Linked DNA regions of Sus scrofa: region 2 is linked to region 1. Evidence: chromatin contacts called from public HiChIP or PLAC-seq data. All regions are on one chromosome and are shown on one strand. Each heading gives the region's core, a stretch centred on a gene start, on an enhancer-like site or on the middle of the called end of the contact. The rest is flanking DNA. Distances are from core to core; before and after follow the strand shown.

Region 1 (7,101 bases), core at 2,660-5,159:
ACCCTCCTGCACTGTTGGTGGGAATGTAAACTGGTACAGCCACTATGGAGAACAGTTTGGAGATACCTTAGAAATCTATACATAGAACTTCCATATGACCCTGCAATCCCACTCTTGGGCATATATCCAGACAAAACTCTACTTAAAAGAGATACATGTACCCACATGTTCATTGCAGCCCTATTCACAATAGCCAGGACATGGAAACAACCCAAATGTCCATCAACAGATGATTGGATTCGGAAGATGTGGTGTATATACACAATGGAATACTACTCAGCCATAAAAAAGAATGGCATAATGCCATTTGCAGCAACATGGATGGAACTAGAGACTTTCATATTGAGTGAAATGAGTCAGAAAGACAAAGACAAATACCATATGATATCACTTATGACTGGAATCTAATATCCAGCACAAATGAACATCTCCACAGAAAAGAAAATCATGGACTTGGAGACTTGTGTCTGCCTGATGGGAGAGGGAGGGAGTGGGAGGGATCGGGAGCTTGGGCTTATCAGACACAACTTAGAATGGATTTACAAGGAGATCCTGCTGAGTAGCATTGAGAACTATGTCTAGATACTCATGTTGCAACAGAACAAAGGGTGGGGGGAAAAATGTAATGTATACATGTAAGGATAACTTGATCCCCTTGCTGTACAGTGGGAAAATAAAAAAAAAATAAAATAAAATAAAAAAAGAAAGAAAATGCCAAGCCTTTAACTGCTAGGCCACCAGGGAACTCCAGAATGACATAAAATTGTCATTATTTGTAGATAATACAGTCTCAGTCTAGAAAAAAAATAAACTAAAAATAGTATTAAAATTAGTAAGAAATTCTCTTGTGGTGCAGCAGGTTAAGAATCCAGTGTTGTCACTGCTGTGGCTCAGGTCACTGCTGTGGTGCAGGTTTAATCCCTGCCCTGGGAACTTCCACATGCCATGGGTGTGGCAAAAAAAAAAAAAATTAAGAAAATTTACAGAACTGCTCAATATAAAATTAATATATAAAAATCATTTGCATTTGTATATGTTAGCCACAATACTTACAAATGCAATTTTTTTTTTTTTTTTTTGCTTTTTAGGGCCACACTAGAGGCATATGGAAGTTCCCAGACTAGGGGTCTAATCGGAGGGGCAGCTGCCAGCCTATGCCACAGCCACAGCAATGCAGGATCCAAGCTGAGTCTGTGACCTACACCACAGCTCACAGCAACGCTGGATCCTTAACCACTGAGCAAGACTAGGGACCAAACCTGCAACCTCATGGTTCCTAGTTGGATTCGTTAACCACTGAGCCACGACGGGAACCTCCCCCAAATGTAATTTTTATTTTTATTTATCTATTTTTTGTCTTTTTGCCATTACTTGGGCCGCTCCCGCTAGGGGTCGAATCGGAGCTGAAGCCATTGTTCAGTCAACACTCCAGAGGATTTTGCGGGGGGGGGCTACCTGGGGCACGTGGAAGTCCCCAGCCAGGGATAAAATCTGTGCCCCAGCAGTGGGCTGCTGTAGTGACAACACTGGATACTTAATCTGCTACACCACAAGGAAACTCCTCCAGAGGAATTTTTTGATGAATATAACACTACAATTCTAAAATTTACATGGAAAATTAAAGGGTCAAGAATAACCAAGAGGAGTTCCTGTCGTGGCCCAGCAGAAATGAATCTGACTAGTATCCATGAAGATGCAGATTCAGTCCCTGGCCTCACTCAATGGGTTAAGCATATTGTGTTGCCGTGAGCTGTGGGGGAGGTCGCAGATGCGGCTTGGATCTGGCGCTGCTGTGGTTGTGGCTGTGACCAGCAGCTACACCTAATTTGATCCCTGGGAACCTCCATGTACCGTGGGTGCAGCCCTAAAAAGACAAAAAAAAAAAAAAGAATAACCAAGCTATTTCTGAGGAAAATAAAGTGGCTTTTTTGGGGGTAAAAAAAGGTGTTTATTACAGAGGTATAATAAAGCAATGATACACAGTATACAGCCCATAAACAGTCTCATGTGTATATGGAAATTTGATACATGACAGAGGTGACATTGCAGATCAATGAGGAAATAGTGCTGGACAACTAATTATGCAAGTGGAAAAAAAAATCAGATTCCTACCTCACATCATACACAAAAATAAGTTCTAGATGAATGAGGGTATAAATATAAAAGGAAAAATTTGTGGCTTTTAGAGGAAATAGAAAAGATATCTTTTTTTTTTTTTTTTTAACTTTTTAGGGCCACACCTGCAGCATATAAGAGTTCCCAGGCTGGGGGTCAAATCAGAGCTACAGCTGCCAGTCTACAGCTCTGATCTGACCCCTAGTCTGGGAACCTCCATGTGCCTCCTTGGCCCTAAAAAAGCCAAGGAAAAAAAGTGAAAAAGCAAGTGACAAATGGGGAGAAGATATTAACTACATACATACCCAACCAAGAAGGACTACCCAGGATGTATAAAGAATGCTTATGGGAGTTCCCGCTGTGATGAAATAGGGTGGGCGGTGTCTCTGTAGAGCTAGGACACAGGTTCGATATCCAATGGGTGCAGTGGGTTAAAGGTCCCAGCGCTGCCACCATGTAGGTCACAACTGTGGCTTGGATCTGGTCCCTGGCCCTGGGACAACCGAAAAAAAAAAAAAAAAAAAAAAGAAAGAAAGAAAGAAATGCTTACAAAATGAGTAAGAAATAGAACTACCAAAATAGAGAAATGGTTAATGGGTATTTCATAGAGAGGAAACAATCAACCCAAGAAGAAATCAGGGGACATTATAGCCATGAGAAACCATTTTATGCCAGCCAGGTAGGCAAACAATCTCTCTGGAAAACTTTTCAGCTTTAGCTGGGAAACCTGACAACCCAAGAATCCTATTCCTTAGTCCCTAAAGAAACTCTTCTACATGAACATAAGGAGACATAACAAAAATGTTTTTGGTTTTTTTGTTTTTTTGGGTTTTTTTTTTTTGTCTTTTTGCTATTTCTTGGGCCGCTCCCACGACAACAAAAATGTTTTAATCAGCATTGTCTGTAACAGCAAAAAGATGGAGAGAGTGCAAATGTCTTCTGACTCAAATATGGATAAGTAAATGGTGATCTATAGCTACAATGAATACTATTATAGTGAAAATTAATGAACCATAATCATACTCATCAACACTTTAGATTCTCTCTTGAGTCTACCACAAGATGATGTACTTTTTAACGTTGGCTTTTGCTTTCATAGTCTTTGAGCAGTTTTTCTGTCTTGCTATATTTAAGTATACCAAGTTGTGATAACAGCACAAGTTGGTGATGGAAACCAGGCTCTGAGTCACTAGGGGAAGGAAGGGCTTCATTTTGAGTCCCGTCTAGGACAATTACAAAATAATAAAAAGAAATTGCACTGGACACAAATCCACAATGCCACGTTCTTCTCAGATTTTCCAGGGGCCACTTCCTCCTACCCCCGTATTGTGCAATTCCCCACAATTACGGTTCCAACTCTCAGTTCCTCATGTGTTTAATAAGAAGCACAGCGTCCCTATGGTGGTCCCCGGCACTAAATTCCCTAGGACAGGTCGCTCTCAGAGGATAGCAATCTGGACCGCCCAGCTCACCCCTCTTCGCCCTCAAATTCTCTCAGACCACAGATGGGGCAGGTTCCCATTTCAATTCTCCTTCGCTCTCTGACCCAAACTCTCAGGCGCGCGCTGCCCTCATCAGCCTGTCAGAGCCTGCGCAACCTGGGACTTCGAGCCAAGACATCCTCAAGCAACCATACTTCAGCAAAACAACAGAGTCAAATACAAGCCTGCAACGACTTACTGCACAGCGTCTCCTATCTACCCGGTCGCCGGGAAAGGAGCGGCGCGGCGCCACGGCGGCCACGCTTCCTCGTGACGTCACACAAGGCGCCCGGAAATGGCGGCCGGGCTCCTACGTCATTGGGCTGCGCCGGGGTGGCGGTTGCTGTACAGTTGCTGGGAGGGGACGAGAGGTGGAGTAGCTGGGGCAAAGATCATGCCGAATAGCGAGAGGTTTCCTGGACAGCAGAGACAGCTAGGCTGGGGATGAAAGAAGCAGGGCAGATGCAAAATCTGGAGAGCGCGGAGGCTGGGCGGTCAGTCAGCACCCAGACTGGCAGCATGACCGGTGAGTGCCTCGAACCTTGTTCCCGCCCCCCAGCCTTTCGCTCTCCTCTGTGCGTCTCCCGCGGTTTCACTTCCAGTCCCCGCTTGCCCTTCTATTCCAGTGTGTCCTATCTCCGCCCTGGGCGCGTCTCTCTCTCAGTCACCGGGATTCCTTGGCCCCGCTGCACAGGATTTTGAAGTTGCGCTCACTGCCCCCCTTTACTCTTCCTCCAGGATCTGGAGGTGGGATCTACGGGGATCGACGAGCCTGAAAATTCCCCCAACCTTGTTTTTGACTTGGTATCAAAATTAACCGCACGGGACACTTTCCTGTATTTCAACTGCTTTACCTTCAAAGGTCACCGTATTTTTAGTTCTGTGTTCTAACTGCGGCCCTTGTTGCAACGTCTCATCACAATCCAAAGTAAAACTTGCTCCACGATGACATCAGATGCTAGGAATTTTCATAACTTCTTTTGGATTGTTTCCATAGCTACCTTGATGAGTTATACTATTTTTTTTTTTCTGCCGGGTGACAGGGTCCAACTTTTGAAAGCGCCACAGGAGATTGCTGGCAAGGCGGTTGATACCAGTCTCCTGCTAAGAAAGCACTTTGATTTTCCAGTACACAAATCCTTTTTCTCTGCCTCCTGTTAAAACAGCTGAACTAGGACTTCAGCACCCAAGTAGCATTGAGCTTAGTTCTTATTTTCATCGTTGGTAAATCTTTAAGATGTTTGCCCTTTCTTTTGTAGGTGAAATACCAAGGCTTTCTAAAGTCAACCTTTTCACTCTGCTCAGTCTCTGGATGGAGCTCTTCCCAGTAGTCGAAACCCAAAGACAAAAATCTCAGGTACAATTTGTTTCCTTAGGTAATTTTTTCTTCTTAGAAAAGCAACGGTCTAGAATTTGATTTTATTGCTCCAGTTTCTGTTATACTTAAAAACAAACTCAACAAGCCTTCAAATTTGCAAAATACCTCTGTGGTTTAGTATGATACCTGTGGTTCATAGCTGTGATAGCTTCTGTTTCCAGTCTAAAAATGGAATAATTACCCTCTCAGACTGCCCTGTTCATCAGATATTGATAGCATTTTTATGTTGGTTTGGCTAAATAGATTGCTGTCTATACCACATAATTTATCACTCAATTGAATATGGTTGGTGTTTCATCTTGGTGGTTTTTTACCCTCTTCCACCAAACTAAATTGATGAAGAGAGAGACCATGTCTCATTTCACTTGGTATACCTCTTAGCATCTACTCTTATATCCATGAATGTTAATTGGTTTTGCTTCATGTAAGGAGTCTCTTTTTTGGATCTCAAAAAAGATGATCAAAACAGATTTGGAATGTAAAATAAGGCTCATCATAAAAGCCAGTGTATTGGAAGTATGTACATTGTACATCTTTTCTTTCTTCTGTTCTTGGAGCAGCAAGGTGCTCCACTCTCATCATTTTCCTACATGCTTGGAGTTAGGTTTCTTTTATACATGGAGCTTGTTTCTCACCGTTTTGGTTTAGTAGATTTCAAAGTTTGGAAAATATTATTAGGCTAAGGTAAGTATTTCAGACATTTTTAAAAATGGGAAAAAGAGGGAAAAATTATCTGTAGCTTCTCACCATTCTGACACTACGCTTTTGACATTTGGATACTTTCCTTCAATCTTTTGTTTTAAGCACAAGATTTTTTTCTTCCACTTACAAAGTAGTAATTATATTCTGCATAGGCTTGTTGAAGTTTCCAGTTTGCCAGTAATTCTGCTAAAAGGTTGCTTTAGATTTTCCACAGACACACTTTTTGTAAATCTTTAAATTCCCCCAGTGCTCTTATGAGGTCATTCATAATAATCTTTTGTTTATTTATTTATTTATTTGCATGGAAGTTCCTGGGCCAGGGATCAAACCCACACCACAGCAGCGACTCATGCTGCTGCCGTGAAAACGCAGCTGTGCCACAAGAAAACTCTCCTTTTTTTTTTTTTTGCTATTTCTTGGGCCGCTCCCACGGCATATGGAGGTTCCCAGGGGTTGAATCGGAGCTGTAGCCACCGGCCTACGCCAGAGCCACAGCAACGTGGGATCCGAGCCGCGTCTGCAACCTACACCACAGCTCACGGAAACGCCGGATCATTAACCCACTGAGCAAGGGCAGGGACCGAACCTGCAACCTCATGGTTCCTAGTCGGATTTGTTAACCACTGCGCCACGACAGGAACTCCCTTTTTTTCTTTTTAATTTTTGATGTCTTTTTTTTTTAACTGTGGGTGAGTGAGGTTGTGTATTTGACACTGGAGATACAAAAAGAAGGATGTGGTCCTTATTTTCTAATGGGGAAAAAACTAGGCATGTAAACAATTACGATATAATAGATGATGGAGTCAAGCAGAAAGTGGAAGTAGAGATGCTACCAAGACTGAAGGCTGAGGACCAGGCTTTCCACGGGGAAGTAAGGGAGGGAGTCACAGGGGAAGTTGCATTTGCACTGAGACATGAGGAATGAGTAGGTATCTGCCAAGCCGAGACACTCCACACAAGCTTGAAGAGAGACTTTGTAGTCCTCATGTTGGAGGGTAAAATTGGGTAGAGGGAAGAGACTGGATATGCGCTTAGAAAGGGAGGCAAAAGTCAGATCAGAAAAAACCTGTGCCTTGCAAGGGATTTAGATTTTGTCCTTTTAAGTATGGGAATTGCATTGAAGAATTTTAATAGGGGATTAGGGAATTCACTTTTTTTTCATTAAGACTCTACTATTTTAGGAGTTCCCCTTGTGGCTCAACAGTAAAGAACCCGACTAGTATCCATGAGGATGTGGATTCCATCCCTGGCCCTGCTCAGTGGGTTAACGTAAGTGGCTTACATTGCCGTAAGCTGTGCTGTAGGTCTCCAGTGCAGCTCAGATCTGGCATTGCTGTGGCTGTGGCTAGGCTGGCAGCTGCAGCTCAGATTCGCCCCCTAGCCTTGGGAACCTCCATATGCCGTGGGTGTGGCCCTAAATAAACA
Region 2 (7,101 bases), core at 2,597-5,096, 1.0 Mb before region 1:
GACTAGGAACCATAAGCTTGCCAGTTCGATCCCTGGCCTTGCTCAGTGGGTTAAGGATCCAGCGTTGCCATGAGCTGTGGTGTAGGCTGCAGATGCGGCTCGGATCCCACATTGCTGGGCTCTGGCATAGGCAGCGGCTACAGCTCCAATTAGACCCCTAGCCTGGGAACCTCCATATGCCTCAGGAGCGGCCCTAGAAAAGGCAGAAAGACCAAAAAAATAAAAATAAAAAAATTTAAAGAAAGAAAGAAAGGACAAGGGAGGGAGGGCTGGACTGTGCAGGGCCTTGCAGGTCAGGGTAAAGGATTAGTAGTTCATTCTAGGTGCAAAGAGAAGCCACTGGATCATTTATAAAAGGGAAGGGAAATGACCTGATTTACATTTTTAAACAACTGCTGAGCTACCTAGAGATCAGGTTGTAAGAGGGCTAAGAAGAGGAATCAAGTTAGACAGTTTTTGTAGTGTCCCAGGCAGATGAGTAAGTCCTAGCCACTAGGCTTCAGTAATGGAAATGTGGAAACAGATGGATTTAGGATGTATATTGGAAGCAGAGCTGACAGGACTTGCTAATGGATTAAGTAGACATTTTATAAACAACACATTATATTAGCTCTTTTCTGTACCATTAATGAGATGGTGACCATTGAGAAGCCCTGGTCTGAATAAAAGCTGGTTTCTGAGGGGGGGAAGGAACCCTGGTCAGGGGTCAGAGGTCAGGGGTCAGAGGCCCAGTGGGAGAAGTCGAAGGAGATTTCGTCTGCCTTTCTTGTGAATCTGGGAGACTAAATCAACAGAAAACCCCACAAGGGCTTGCCTTAGGCAGGGGAGCTCGAGGAGGGAGAGGTCTGTGGGTTCAGTGCTGTTCGCTGTGTGGACCAAGTAGAAGCCTGTCCTCCCCAAGGATGAAGGGAGGCTGAAGGAGCCTGCACGCCCTGTCCCTGGTTACAGGAGAGGAAGAGAGCCCTGTGTTGCTGTAGAGGAAGCAGCCGATTTCCTGGCTTATCAAGTAGAAGGCTTGCCCACATTTCCACACACGTGTAACTCACACAGAGGCTAGATCCTGTAGTACTGGTGATTACAATGAGGAATACAAATTAACGAGAAATCCAAGCCTTTTTGGCATTTGTGGACAATGGGAAACAGAAGAACTTCAGAAGAACTCAGCACCCCAAGTGATGCAACAGGAAAGCTGAAGAAGTTTCTGAAACACTGAGGTTCTTGAGGAAAATCTAAATGAAGATCCAAAACTTCAGTAGGTAAATACACTTTATCAAACAGATAATGCTACACTCAAAAATCAGGAATCAAATGTGGATATGCACTCCTCCAGGTACTGAGGGCATCAGGTAAACACACCTCAGATACCCAACCCAGGAGCCAATCAATCCAGAGGCAAGATGGAAAGATTTGACTTCAGGGTTGTTCAGTGTCAAGAGACATTCTCAAAGACCGTTATCCTGGAAGGGCAGGTTTAGAAACAGTTCCTGAACTTGGTGAATATGAAATATATACTACGGTTACTCTGCAAGTAAAGCAGAGAAAAGAAATGAATTTACTGGGTTCCAGATTAGAAGGGTGAGAAGTAACAGTTCACCGAATAAACCAAGGCAAAGATTTAAAATTATCATATTTCAAATTTCAATTTCTACTCAAAACCCAGCATCCACTACTTCCCAAAAGAGGTATCACTTCTTCACAAAGTCAACATATTCATAGAAAAATTAATTGCTACCACCTACATCACATAGTTGGTCAAAACGAAGAAATTATAAGGAACATTTTTTACTTGACTAATTTTACACTCATCATCTGACAGTTGGTCCTATCTATTTATTTATTTTTTGTTTTTTTAGGGCCACACCTGCAGCATGTGGAGGTTCCCAGGCTAGGGGTCGAATCAGAGCTGTAGCCGCTGGCCTACACCACAGCCACAGCAACCAGGATCTGAGCCATGTATTCGACCTACACCACAGCTCACGGCAACACCAGATCCTTAACCCACTGAGGAGGCCAGGGATCGAACCCGCAACCTCATGGTTCATAGTCAGATTCCTTTCCTCTGCGTCACGACAGGAACTCGGATACTTGAATAATTTAACTGAAAACCTCATACTCGGAGAACTCAGTCTCGCCAAGGTCTTTTTACTAAGAAATCATGCTGATATTCATCTGATAGGATTAACTAAAGAAGCTGACAAATTCTCCACAAGCCAGGAAGTGAATCAACATGAAGGAAATAGCACATGAATTAATCTGTGTGAACATTTACACAGAGGAAACATTAAGATTGCTGTCTTATGCCCATGAGTTCCTTGTTCACTGTACTGACGCCAAAATTCCACGTGTCCTTTTTGTCACTACAAGGTATTTCAATCTAATAGCCTAAACAGTGAATTAAACACATAAGCTATTTAACTTCCGGTGTCTATGTGTTTTTACATTTTTAGCATCAGGTTACTTAGTATATTAAAACATCATTTGGTATCACATTGACCAAGGAATCTGGTAAGTAATGCTTGCCATGTATGGCAAGGCCTGAACTCACAGCAAAGATAAAAATGTAATTATTAGTAGATCAGATAATACAATTACAGACATACCTCAGAGATACTTCAGGTTCAGTTTTCCACATCAATGCAATGATGTGACTACCACAATAAAGTGACTCAGTTTTTGGTTTTTCAGTGCATATAAAAGTTATGTTTACACTATACCGTAGTCTATTAAGTGTGCCATGGCATTATGTCTAAAAAACAATTATACATTAAAGAAAACAGCATTAATTTAAAAATAATGCTGACGGAAAAATGGTACCAACAGACCTGATTGACACATGGTTGTCACAAACCTTCAATTTGTAAAAAATGCAATATGTGCAAAGTGCAATAAAGTGTAACAAGGTGTGCCTGTATATAGTAAGATTTAGAATGTTGATTACAGAAAAAGGGACACTTGAACAGGATTCTGGAGGATAAATGAATCAGGTTGGAGGTGGAGTGGAAACGCACTGAAGAAAAGGAAGCTGGGAAGCAGTTCACCGAGGCTGGAATAAAGGATATTACTGGAGGGCTGAGAAGTGCAGCGACAACAGGATGGATTAACAGGATGAATGCCCTTGCTGGACATTCTAAGCTAAAGAGTCTGAATTAACTTCCTCTAGAGAGTGCATTCGTTTCTCCAGGGAGCCTGCCCTGACGACAAGGGGGACAGACGCCTAGCGCCCCTGCTGCAGCAGCCTCCAATCCAAACAGGCTCCGCGCCACAGTTACTGTTTACACGTCTGTCTACCCCGGACACTGGGCTCGTCTACGTCAGTATCTAGTCTCCCTCAGGACCGTCTCCCAGCGCGGGACCGGCGGGAGGAGCTCCTTACATGTCTGTCGAAGGCCGGTGGACGAAGCGACTCTCCCGGCGACCTCTAAGGTCCCTACGATTCTGAGAGTCTGGGGTTCCAGAGTCACTGGCAGTATTAAAATGTCCTCTATGGGGGTGGGGCGGGAATGCCGGCGAGTCCCCGAGGGTTGCGGGCCTACGTCCACGACCCTCGCGCACTGCCTCCGAAGCGCGCGCCGCAGTCCCGGAGTGCGGCCCTCCCCGCCGAGACCCAGGAACCAGCCTGAGTCAATGCTCCCGGCCCAGCTCCAGCCAGGCCCCCAGGCGACGGCCTCACCTGGACAAGACCTCTAGGTCTTCCAGCGCAGAAAGCAGCCGCTCGCGAGTGCTGTTGCCGCTCGCCGCTCCCAAACCGCCGCCGCCCGACCGCTCCTTCTCCTTCTCGCCGCTCGAAGACGCCGCCATCCTCCCGACACACTAACAGCCGGCGCGTGCGCAGCTGCGCTCTAAGGAAGAGTGTCGGTCCGCGGGCGGAAGGAAGGGTCACAGAGGCGAGGTAGAGAGCCTGGGCCAGAGCGCCCCCTGCGCGCCTGGAGGTGTCTTGCAGGCGCCGGCGCCATCTGCTGGGCTAGTGAGGGCTTCTTGGGTCCAACCCGCGAGCGAGGGCCAAACCCAGAACTGGGGGCCCAACGCGGTCAGGTTTCCAGCACCTTAGCTTATTCAAGCAGCTGCTCAGTGGAGTTTGTTTGTTTGTTTTTTCCTTTTTTTTGGCCGCCTCGCGGGCATACGGAGTTCCTGGGCCAAGGATCAAATCCCAGATACATTTGTGACCTACCAATCGCTGGATCCTTTAACCCACTGTGCCAGCTGGGGATCAAACCCGCGTCCCAGTGCTGCAGAGATGCCCCTAATAGTGTTGGGCTGTGCCACAGTGGGAACTCCTGCTCAAGGGCATTTGTGGGAATTACATAATGGCCTGCATCTTGTGTCAGTGTCTTTGAGCAATGGGCCGGGGACCTACCGGATTTATCGCTGTTTAGTCTGCGTTCCCATAATGCTATTTCCACCCTCTGTTCGGGCTCTCAGGGAGGCTGTGAGCTCTTTAGGACAGGAAATGTAATCCTTATTTTCTTTAATTTTTTTTTTCTGTGGTCACATGCATTCAGCATAAAATTACTGTGTTAATGGTGTGTAAGTGTACAATTCACTGGAATTAGGTATATTCATATTGTTGTGCTACCAACACCAGCATCCTCTGGCCTTTCTGTAGTCACACCCCTTCATTCATTCGGCTCCAGTCATTCTGGTTCTCAAGCACCAGGACGCTCCTGCCTTAGGGCATTGGCACTGCTGTTCTCCCTGCCTTCATGGGTTGCCCCCCAGAAAGTCACAAGGCCATCTGCTCTTGGGACACAAACTGCACTTTCTTCGGGACCCCCACCCTGGCCACCTTGTTTACAACTGCCGTCTCACCTCCACCTTCCGCCACCTTTACCCAGCTCTTCATTTTTTCCTACAGCATTTGTCATCTTCTAACATTTCACCTAAGTCAGTTGATGTGTGCTCTGCTAATTGTCTCCTCCACTAGGATATAAACTCCATGAGGGCAGAGTCTCTTGGAACTTCTCAAAGACCTAGCCCCAGTCTCAGAATACTGTCTGAAACACGGTGAGTCCCAATAACTATTATTGGATTTGTTGTTGACAGAGGTGCTGAAATCATCAGAAACTGAAAACAAACTGTAGTTATCTATAGTTTTGCCTCTAATTGGTAAAATCTTATTTTCAATGATTTCTGTCCATAGTCTCCTGAAGATTCTTTTTTTTTTTTTTCTTTGCTTTTTAGGGCCGCACCCATGGCATATGGAGGCTCCCAGGCTAGGGGTCCAATTGGTAACTGCCAGCCTATACCACATCAGATTCGAGCTGCGTCTGCCACCTACACATCATCTCACGACAACACCAGATTCTTAACCCACTGAGCAAGGCCAGGGATCAAACCTGCAACCTCATGGTTCCTAGTTGGATTCATTTCTGCTGCACCATGACAGGAACTCCCTCCCAAAGATTCTTAAAAGCAACTTCAAATATTTATGGCATCTTCAACCAAAAAATGGAATATTCAGGAGTTCCCATGGTGGCTCAGTGGTTGACGAATCCGACTAGGAACCATGAGGTTGCGGGTTCGATCCCTGGCCTCGCTCAGTGGGTTAAGGATCTGGCATTGCCATGAGCTGTGGTGTAGGTGGCAGATGCGGTTTGGATCCCACGTTGCTGTGGCTCTGGCATAGGCTGGCGGCTACAGCTCCGATTCGACCCCGAGCCTGGGAACCTCCATATGCCGCGGGAGCGGCCCAAGAAAAATGGCAAAAAGAAAAAAAAAAAAAAAAAAAAAAAAAGGAATATTCAGCAGTGCAGTAGTGGGCATTGGCCCTGGTACCTTATAACTCAAGAAACACTATTTTTCATTTTTTAATTTTATGGCCACACTGACGGCACATGGAAGTTCCCAGGCCAGGCACTGAACCTGAGCAGCAACTGAGATCTACCCCACAGCTGCAGCAACGCTCGATCCTTTAACCTACTGCACAGGGCTAGGGATTGTTTAACCTGTGCCTCCACATGACGTGAGCTACTGTAGTCAGATTCTTAACCCATTGCACCACAAGAACTCCATGAAATACTATGTCCTCCAAGCCTCTGTTCTGAAGCTCCTTCCCCTAGCCAGTTCCCAAAGTATGTTCCAAGTCAGTTTCCATCAAAGGTGGGTGAAGAATCAAACTCAAGCATTTCTCTTCCAGTAGTCAGGCACTAAAAAAAAGAAAACAGATAAAAGCAAAAATAAACCAATGGAACCTAATCAAACAGACAAGCTTCTGCACAGCAAAGGAAACCATTAAAAAAAACAAAAAGACAACCTATGGGATTGGAGAAAATAGTTTCGAACAATGCAACTGACAAGGGCTTAATCTCTAAAATATACAAACAACTTATACAACTCAACAGGAAAACAAACAAACAAACAAACAAACAACCCAACTGAAAAATGGACAGAAGACCTGAACAGACATTTCTCCAAAGAAGATATACAAATGGCCAACAAGCACATGACAAAATTCTCAACATCACTGATTCTTAGTGAAATGCAAATCAAAACCACAGTGAGGTACCACCTCACACCAGTCAGAATGGCTGTCATTAACAAGTCAACAAATAAATACTGGAGAGGGTATGGAGAAAAGGGAACCCTCCTACACTGGTGGCAGGAATGTAAGTTGGTATGACCACTATGGAAAACAGCATGGAGGTACCTCAGAAAACTACTAAATATAGAACCACTATATGACCCAGTAATCCCACTCTTGGGCATGTATCCAGATAAAACTTTCCTTGAAAGAGACACATGCACCTGTATGTTCATTGCATCACTATTCACAATAGCCAAGACATGGAAACAACCTAAATGTCCATCGACAGATGAATGGATTAAGAAGATGTGGTGTATATGTATATATATATATATATATATATATACAATGGAATACTACTGAGCCATGAAAAAGAACAAAATAATGCCATTTGCAGTTACATGGCTGGAACTAGAGACTCTCATACTAAGTGTGAAGTAAGTCAGAAAGAGAAAGACAAATACCACATGATATCACTTATATCTGGAATCTAATCTATGGCACAAACGAACCGTTCCACTAAAAAGAAACTCATGGACTTGGAGAACAGACTTGTGGTTGCAAAAGTGGGGGGAAGTGGC

Evidence for each region. HiChIP or PLAC-seq counts read pairs in DNA pulled down with a chosen protein or histone mark.
Region 2: an H3K27ac HiChIP or PLAC-seq map of alveolar macrophages shows a contact between it and region 1. The contact joins the promoter of MED4 here to the promoter of CDADC1 in region 1. A contact is called at or near these places in 1 of 5 promoter capture datasets (liver) and 1 of 2 datasets of contacts at active chromatin or transcription factors (alveolar macrophages).

Annotation. Positions count from the first base shown.
Region 1 is chr11:18,514,945-18,522,045 of Sscrofa11.1, reverse strand. It overlaps CDADC1 (cytidine and dCMP deaminase domain-containing protein 1), which reads left to right and starts at 3,909. Exons shown (of 10, transcript XM_003357836.4): 1 at 3,909-4,122; 2 at 4,856-4,953. The coding sequence starts at 4,041.
Region 2 is chr11:19,548,603-19,555,703 of Sscrofa11.1, reverse strand. MED4 (mediator of RNA polymerase II transcription subunit 4) reads right to left here and starts at 3,846. Exons shown (of 7, transcript XM_013978727.2): 1 at 3,671-3,846. The coding sequence starts at 3,798. LOC110255811 (a long non-coding RNA gene) reads right to left here. Exons shown (of 3, transcript XR_002336671.1): 3 at 5,738-6,143.